Linked DNA regions of Anser cygnoides: region 2 is linked to region 1. The links are chromatin contacts, called in public Hi-C maps. All regions are on one chromosome and are shown on one strand. The core of a region is the stretch at or near the end of the contact, and the rest is flanking DNA. Distances in the headings are between cores, read along the strand shown.

Evidence for each region. Hi-C and Micro-C count contacts between places; a contact is called where the count stands out from the background.
Region 2: a Hi-C map of liver shows a contact between it and region 1, with 1.8 times the contacts expected there. The contact joins two enhancer-like sites. A contact is called at or near these places in 2 of 7 Hi-C or Micro-C datasets (both in liver).

What each region holds. Positions count from the first base shown.
Region 1 is chr4:75,770,772-75,775,319 of Taihu_goose_T2T_genome, reverse strand. CYP2U1 (cytochrome P450 family 2 subfamily U member 1) reads right to left here. Exons shown (of 5, transcript XM_048066305.2): 2 at 3,289-3,921; 3 at 1-55. Among named protein-coding and RNA genes, the nearest start is that of CYP2U1, 5.2 kb to the right of the region's middle. Within about 2 kb of position 1,514, at least 2 of the 3 cell types and tissues checked have open chromatin away from gene starts, as enhancers often do. A contact at or near this core is called in liver, where this site is marked.
Region 2 is chr4:76,068,492-76,073,282 of Taihu_goose_T2T_genome, reverse strand. No RefSeq gene overlaps it. Among named protein-coding and RNA genes, the nearest start is that of OSTC, 21 kb to the right of the region's middle. Within about 2 kb of position 3,277, at least 2 of the 3 cell types and tissues checked have open chromatin away from gene starts, as enhancers often do. A contact at or near this core is called in liver, where this site is marked.

The DNA of each region.
Region 1 (4,548 bases), core at 265-2,764:
AGAGAGGGAACTCTGTCACGTCCTAGAACTGCTTCAATTTCTGCATGAACCTTCTCTATTCAGAGGGAGTGAGAAAAATAAAAAAGACGCACAATACGTGAGAAGGCATAATCTCAATTTCACTTGTCTGTGCTTCATTGTATACACAGATTTGTCAAAAACGACTGCAAGACATGATTTCCTAGCAGAAATAGCTATGCCAGCAGAAGCCTGCAGAACAGTCTCATTTAAGAAAAAAATAACCAAGCACGATCTAGACAACTGTCCAGAGTACAGCTACTGACAGGACAGACACTGATAGCACTGCTGTATTGCATAAGTACAGGGAAAGTTCTGCTCCAGATCCAACTGTAATAGTAACCTCAGTTTGCCATTTAACTATACAGTAACTTGAATGGTGAAAGCATCAAGTTTCCGGCCAGAATTAAAAAAGAACAAAGAGAGACTGCATGCACTGTGTGCTCCAGCTGGTCTCTGGTCCCTGAAAAAAGTCAGTTCTCTAAACTGGAAAAGGTGGTGAAGAGATGGGAAAGATTTCAATGCAGTTGCTTTGGATACTCCACTCTGGAGCAGGTATTCTGGTGCTGTTACTGCATGCATTACAGACGCGCAACTCGCTCTTGCTGTTTCCTACTTTCTGTTCACAGAACCCAAACTCAGCTACTTCCCAGTTCCCCAGGAAGGCATCAGATGTTCCTTCCCCCACACAGCCCTTCTGCAAAGGAAAAACATAAATTCATGAGCTAATCTCCACTCTCATTCTTGTAAAGCAAAAAGGGTCAAAGTATTTGTTTGTCCCTTTCTTCTCACTAAAGGCTCAGCACAAGAAGTTCTATTAAAAGAAGTTTCCAAGATGCAAGATTTCCTTCGCCCTTGGACTGGATTCTGCTGCTTTTATTCCAGGGAACTTGGAATGTGGCTACACAGCAAAAGACAATCTTGAAAGAGGAGAAGACACCAAAATTAGCCTTTCATCCAAAATAAAATGTCAGTTTTCATGTTCCACCCTTGATATCCTGAATATTTTGTGGTTGTCCAGCTTCCCTTTTCCAAGATACGGAATCCAGGCTTCTGAGAGTTCAAAGTTTTTGCTCTTCTCTCTCCCTAGTGCCGACTCCAGATTAAATAAAAGCCCAATGCAGAAAGTTTCCTGGTTTCAGAGAGAGAGAAGCACCCCAAAATGCTGTATGGGCTGTGTTCAGTGAACATTTGCTGCCACCTATTGGGTTTGCTAGGAAAACAAGTTCTCCTATGAAGAACACACAACAAAAAAATACCTGAACGGTAAGAGGTCTGCTAATGGTGTGGCCCTTGGTACCTGCTCCACTACACTTCATGTATTTAAAAATCTCACAGATCTTCAGAAGTCCAGGGCCAAAACCAAGTCAGGGAACAGACCGAAACAAAGTACTCCCTGCTGCCTCCATCCATGCACACGCAGGAGTGAGCATGCACTCACACATATCCCTCTTCTCTTCCCCATGTAAAAAGAGAAACTGCCTTCCACAGACAAATACATACTTCCTGATTTCCCCCGACCCCAAACAGCCCTTCATTTGCCTGTCCAGAAAGTATCTGTCTGCATCATTCTCTACTGCTGGAAGTTATGCATTTCTTGTATTTCCTGTAGGAAGTAAGACAAACATATTGACAGGGAGAAAAAAAGAAAAAAAAAAAAAGCAACACCACAAAACCCTTCCAGATACCACTTGTGTAATTTAGAACATATCTAATTCTTGTAACTGCCTATCAAGTCAAGCAGTGATAACCCAGGATCATTAAAAAAACAGAAGAATGAGCCCATGCGATACTGTTTCAAATTTGTCCTTTGTGAACCTTGTCTGCCATATACTGAAGTGATACCCTATTTTGCAACCTTTGCTCAACAGTTTGTGTTGACACAGATTATTTGTACAACAAACTATGATCCTGACCTATTTAAAGAGATTATTCCAGACAGATAGGGGCTGTAAACAATATCTATTTGCTAACTTGTAAAGCAACTGAAGTCCCTGAAAACCTCAAAATCTCAGGTACTTGATAAAAGTATTCCTGGTTTATATTGTTCTTAAATAACTTAAGTTTTACCCTTCTTCCCTCTAGGTTAGCAAGAAATCTTGACAAAGGGAAAATGCTTCACTATTACAAACTGAAGTAGAATTACCCAGGTAGAAACTGTCCATCTTGCCAAGGTTTCCATTCTGCATACACCTGACAATCCGTCTAGTGGAAGGTACTTGCTATGTAGGACTTTAGAAGAAGCTGCTAATAAATTAATAAATCATTTGTTTTATTTTGCTCACATTCAACACGTTAACTTTGCTAAACAGTACTAAAAAATGTTGTCTTTCCAACTACATGTGCTGTACCAAGATGTAGTACAGAAAAATAGTTAACAAAAATGAATTTTTAGTCTTTGTTGATGGAAACTTAAGAAATCCTGAAATATAACTCTAGCAACTACTATTTTAATATTGTAATGTCTCCAATACCACCGGTATTTTTGATATCCACAAGAAACCACAAAGTGTTTTGGACAACTCTATCACAAATGGTAACTTGATTATAGCACCATCAAATAATCTGGGTTGAACCTCTGGAGGTTATCTGATCCAAACTTCAATATCAAATTCACCTCACTGAGGGCAGACGTTTGCCTTTTTTCACCCTGTCACCTGCAACCTACCCAACTTCCATAACTGTTCCCGGCTGATAGGGTAAGCTGACATCAGCAGCTGACATCAACCACCTCTCTCAGCTGCATCCCAGCTGGCCCAGTGGACTTGTGTAAGCCCAATTTGCTTAAGTGGCATCTAATTCGATCTTCCCCTACAGTGGGCAGTGCTTCACTTCCCCAGACTCTGTCACTAGGGTCAGGAACCTCCCTGCTCACGGAGGCCTGAAAGCAGAGTTTACCACTATATGTTACTACATTGCCACTATAGGCCTGGAATGCCACAATTGCCAAAAAAATGAAAACTAATTAAATAAAAAAGCCAAGGTTCACTTGAGTTGCTTGGAAAAGATAAAGTTGTCCCAAAGCAGAAGAAATACATGGACACAGCATAAAGAGCAGTTTAGATAGTTAGTATACAGCATTAACCTAAAGATCATCATACCAGAGCAGGGTACCTGTCTTTCTACATACCAGCCTTTCAAGTTGCACATACACGTGTAGTAGCAGCACTCCTAATGACTTCTATAGTGCAGCTGTTTGCTTCTGCTTCTGAAAATCCACCTAGAGTTTTACAGTCTGGAATAAAACACCTAGAATAAACTTAGTCTTACCTTGCACATCTGGATAGAGGGACATGTAGAGCAGGCACCACAAGATCGTGTTGGAAGTTGTGTCTGTGCCTGCTATGAACAGGTCACCAATGATAAAAAACAGGTAGTCTTCATTGAAACTGCTCTCCTTGTTGTTCTTTTGCTCTTCCGCATGGAGGAAGTACATATCAATGAAGTCCCTGGGATTTGCTGCATCCAGCGTATCCCTGTGCTGTGCAATTATTTTTTTTAGAAAAGCGGTAATATCTAACTCTGTTTTTCTAAGTTCCCTGAAAGGCCCAAAGGGAAGGTAGTACAGCCACGGGCAGATGTTGACCAGGATCATATAGCTGTTCACACTTAGCTCTAGTGCGCGGGCCATGTTCTTCAGCATCGTCTTGAACTCGACATCTTCATAGTTAAAACGCCTGCCAAAGGCCATGGAGCAGATAACATTGGACACCGCGTTGCGAATAATCGGAAAAGGATTAAATGCCTCCTTTCCGTGCTTCAGCATTTCCTCCTTTATGAACTTCAGCTCCTCTATGATCTTAGGCTCTAAACTATGTCTTCCCACTCCAAAATGCCGCAGTGTTGACAGAGAGAATTTCCTTTGTTGCTTCCAGACAGGGCCGTAAGGTGCAAAAATAACACCTGGAAGAGAAAGAAACAGTCTGAAACCAAGCTGTTCTGTTTGCAAGAGGAAACAGTTACCCAGGCCTGCGATCCCTAAGCCAGAAGAGAAGGAAAAGTTACACGGCAACTCTGTCCCAAGCGCTGGGCTAGGAGCTAGAGGAGGAACACAGCTCTCCCAAAACTTCTTTACAGCAGCCCTGGGAAGCCCTGTCCCACGGCAGAGATCTCCACGCTGCAGCCCGTGGAGGAGCCCCCGGTGGAGCAGGGGTCTGGGGGGAGCTGCCGCCCGTGGGGGACCCGTGCTGGAGCAGTTTGCTCCTGGGGGATGGACCCCGTGGGACGGAGCCGTGTGGGAGCAGTTCCTGAAGAGCTGCTGCCTGTGGGCAGCCCCCGCAGGCTCAGTTCGGGAAGGACGGCATCCCGTGGGAGGGACCCCACGGGGAGCAGGGACAGAGGGGGACCCTGAGGGAGCGGTGGAGACGAAGCATCAGGGACTGACCGCAGCCCCCACTCCCCTGCACTGCTTGGGGGGAGAATGTAGAAGAAGGTGGACAGGGCAGGAGAGGTGTTTTTAGTTTCTCACTGCTCTAGCTTGTTGGTAATAGGTAATACATTTCATCAATCTCCCTATGCTGAGTCTGTTTT
Region 2 (4,791 bases), core at 2,028-4,527, 300 kb before region 1:
TTTTCCAAACATTTCTGCACACAGCTAGGGAGTTGAGGTGAAAGGCCATTCCTCATGGGCAGTTTGGATGCAGGCACCCCTCTCTGGAGGGTAACACAGATGGGAACAATGATGGGTCACATGTGTGGGTTACAAATGCTTAGGATTTTTATAATTTAGCACAAAAGCACTAGGGTCTCCACACCCTTACATCTTTTACTGCTTTTATTTCTACTTTTAAGATCGAAAATACAAGCCTAAAGTCCTTCTACAATCATTACTCTAACTTTAGATGGCAATTTGCAAATTAGTCCACTAACAATATTTTGAAATGACTGAAGCGTATCTGAGAGTCAGAAAAATGTGGATCTCAACACAAACTTTGTTGGTTTAGTCCAAGTCTAATTTTACCAGCAAGCAAATTATGCAATGGGATAACCTGCTTACTGCGTTACCTGAGCCACCTTCATCAAAGGCTTTCATAGGAAGTGATATAACATCTTAGTAGGCTTATGGAATTAATGACTGTGTATTGACAGAGCAACCAGGTAGGATGCAAATGGGATATTTTCTAAGCTCTGGGTAAGTATATGACTTCTATATTTTTATACCGCAAAGGCATGAGGCATATGGAAATCAAACATGCAAGGATGCAGAAGAAATGCTATATATCATTTGGATTCCCTACATTCCCTACCGGACAAACACACACCCCTCTTTTTTTTTTCTTTTTTTTTCTTTTTTTTTCTTTTTTTCCAAGCATATATTATACAGCTAGCAACATCTGAAACAAATGGTCTATAACAAGTGACTTTGCTTGTTTCTCGCCTCCCTGATTCAGATTTTCTTGACCCTCCTTGGGACTGCAAAGTATCTGGGACATGTGCCCTTCAGGAGAAACAAGCTTTTGACCCTGCGCATTCATTTGCATGAATTTCATGGAATCTGTAATCACAAAAGCTGGCTCTTTTCCCAGTTTATGTATAATTTGGACTAATCATAGGGCAGAGGGAACAGTGGTTAACAGAAACAACCTTTAGAGGTGAGAGCATGACTTAGTCTTTAAGAACAACAGAATCCCCATAAATTATCATTTAGTTGGTTTGTTGCATTTAGCTCTTGTAGTCTTTTTTTGGTTTGTTTGATGTTTAATTTCTTACTGAACCTTGAGAGACCGGGTAGGACATATGACATCAACCATAAGCAATCATTTCTTTGTTGTTAGTTACTATTAACACTGCCAGATAGCTATTCAATAATGATAAAAAAAAAAAAAAGGCAAAGGTACTCAATAAATACTCTAACTGCACTTAAAGGGTCTCCTTTTTGTGTCTGTGTTTACTGAAAAAATTAATAAGATGTGTGGAAAAGCTTGGCATTACTGTGGAGCAGAGATGTAAATACATAAATGAATCATAGTTCAGTTTCTATCAGGGCATGTTTTGTGTTGACTGCTCAGCTCGATGCTAGATCTTCCCTATTTTTGTCAGACCCCGGGACTACCCAGCCACAATTTTTCATTCTGATCTCTTCCCCTTCCCCTCCTCTTTCTAAATAAATGTCTCAATGCAGACTTTGTTACAGTGGGTCCTGAGGTAGAGAATTTCCCTCTGCTGATATTGAACTCATCTTTCCAACTCCAGCTTCCAAACACCAACATCTATCTAGCTGCTCAATGCTGTATTTACTGCAACCAATGTTAACTGTAATTCCTTTCTCAGTTGTGTCTCCAGCCTAACTCCCTTTACTGCACAGCTTTTAAAAATAAATAATCTTATTGTTTAGCTAGAGGTTGTAAGCATGTTGTTGGCCTGAATTTATTCCTAAAACCAGGTAATACTAACTGATGAGCATGATCAGTGTTTTGGTCACAGGTAACTAAATACAAGTAAGGGAAAATTACACTTTTAGAGGTCGGCACGGCATACTCACACAAATATCATGGCTTATTACATTATATCGCTTGCACAGCATGTCTACTGGAAGTAGTAGTTCAGTACTGTTTGCATGGGATTAGTTTGGAAGTTCGGTACATGGAGATAATCAAACTTTAAAGAACTTTAAAGGAGAGTTACTACAATTTGGTTCGTGTTATCTAAAATAGCCTGGTTTTAAGGCAGGGAAGGTTCATTCACTCTTCATTCAGAATCCTAACAGGTCTCCTGCAATAATATCCAGGAATTTTCCCCCATACATATAAACACATTGATAGCAGCAGGACACTGCACTATTTCCACGTACTAGGAATGTACTTATCAGGGAGTAAAAGTCCATGACTTGTCTGAAAAAAATCAAATGAATAGCTCCACACAGTATCAGGCACAAGTACATCATGGCCCTTATACATGGAAGAAAAAATATTAATAATAAATAAATAAAAGGAAAAAACAGTTTCTGATTTCTGTTTCTGATCACAAGAGTACCAAAAACATGCAACTGGTTTTAGATTGATGGAGGCACATAAAGGTCGAGACACGGTCAGACAGGGTAGGTACAAAACTCCTGTTTTTTGTGGGAGTCTTTGAATGCGATCCCCACCCCTCTGTCTGCTTTATTCTGAATTACTAGGCTGCAATTACACTGGGGATGTTTGGCAATTACATTTTGTTTCAGAAATGGTTCTGTCAAACCAAACACACTTGTTTGAACTGTCAGTTTCAACGTTTTTGACTGGGTTTTGCAAGTCCTGTGTACGTAAGAGAGGAAAACTTAAATACAGAGAGTGACCTTTTCACTCTGCAAGCAGAGGTTTCAAAAAGTTGTGTCTGATCAGAGATTTCAGAAGGTTTCAAAAGTTTTGAAAGCCTTGCAGGTATTTGTAAAACAACCTGTTTTTTTTATGGCTTGTTCCAATGTTGACATGCACCGAGAGGCAGAACAGGACCTGGCACCCCAACTCATCCAGCACGCCACGCTGACTCAGAAGCGTGGCTGAGACTAACCGGACTCTGGCTCACACAGACTAACAGTTGATGGTGTCTTTTGACCAACCTCCTTACTTTGGCTTCTTCTCTTTTCTTGTCAAAAGTAAACCGAGACTTTCTATCTAACCTTCTTAAGTGCTGTTACTCTTTATGCCTACATTATTTATTTCCAACACAATTTCTTAAAGAGGCATAAATCTCGCACCCACAACCTTTGTTCTTTGGTTGTACCAGACAACAGCATCCAGCACTCTGTCATTGATGCAGTACTAGAGGAGATACACGTGAATCACAGTTGGTACCAAGGGGATTTCACTTGGAATGAACTACGTTCTACTTAGAGCTCTTCTTAAAAGCAAAGAAGAGGGACTGAAAACAGTCCCTCAAAGAGTTGGTTTCTGGCATACTGCAAATAAAAAGTGCAGTAGTTTACCAAAAAGGATGCTCAAATGGGATCAGACTGTGTCAGGCAGAAAGCTTTACCATTTCCATACTCAGTTTTACCTGAATGTAAACTGCCTGATAGAACCTCAGAGACCACAAAATGCTGTTATCCAAAGTGAAGCTCTCCCAAAATGCTCCTGCAGGTTCCAGAGTCTGTCCTGCTGCCAATTTAATTTAAATTCAATGCATTATCTTAATTTAAAAGTATCTCCCAGCCTCAGAGAAGAGTTTGGAGCCAGCTGACCTCCCTCTCAGCATATGTAAGTGATAATGGCAGGTGAACATATACTATACAGTAGCTTCATATTTCTGCCATTAGGATCCATGTCACTTTCTATTTTTGCGAGCTGACTGAGTGTTTACTAGGCTACGCTTCATCCCCCTCTTTTCCCTGTACAGTAACCTTGTAACCCAAGCTGCTGGTGACAGTATTGGGTTTGCGGTTCTCTGACCTTTTGTCCCTCCACTTGAAATTGGCTGGTTTTATCCTGCGATGGCTCCCGATTCAGTTACACTGATAAGCTTTCATGACATGCCTTGTGAACTTCCCAGCTGAAACAGGAAAGGATCATGGCTTACCTCAATTTGAACAGGAGCAATTCGAAGTCAGGTCCCTGTTGGGCTGAGATGGTGCTGGATCTTTCTGAAATCGTCGAGGATGCACATTGGGCCATAAAGGGACTTGCCATTTAAGCCTTCAGGTGACTGACCTACAAGGGACCCAGAGACTGAATTTGTACCTGAAGAGTACAATTCTCATTACAGGCCCTTTCTCCAGTCTTTATTCAGGCAAAATACTTAGTGAACTTGTAAGATACTTTGCCGAGTAAAGACAAAAGGATCAAGCCACTTGTTGAACCCATTACATGTATTTAACAAGAAAAAGCAATTCCTTACCCAAATATGTATCCCTTACCCATACATCGTCCACCCACCCCAAAAAGATTTCCAGAGAAGGAACCACATGGCAAATGGGAAGAATCTGAATGGCTTTGTTGTTCCCATATGGATGGTCTCCATAGGAGCTTTACCTGAGTGCCAACCCCGAGATCAAACGGGAATCAAAGCACTGACTGCCGGTGCTCAGTGGCCTGGTTCATGGAATAAAAGGACTTGGTGCCAGCTGGACTTTTGTTGCCATTTGTTACTAAGGTGCTGGGCTTTTTAATTTATTTCAAATCTCCACACTTTGCTTTCCCTCCACCTCCAAAACACATTCAATTATTCAATGCAACAGAAACCTCAGAAGACATGATCTGCTAAGAAGCAAAACAGACTTATTTTCTTTCAGGTATTTTGATGAGTTGCTAATACTTTTCCCAAGTAACACCGTATACTTTTAACCATTAGACTTCTTTTTTTTTTTTTTTTTTTTTTTTATTCAGCCGTTCTTTGAAGAATTGTCATAAATCTCCATCCTTTCCATGGACACTTAAAGTACAAC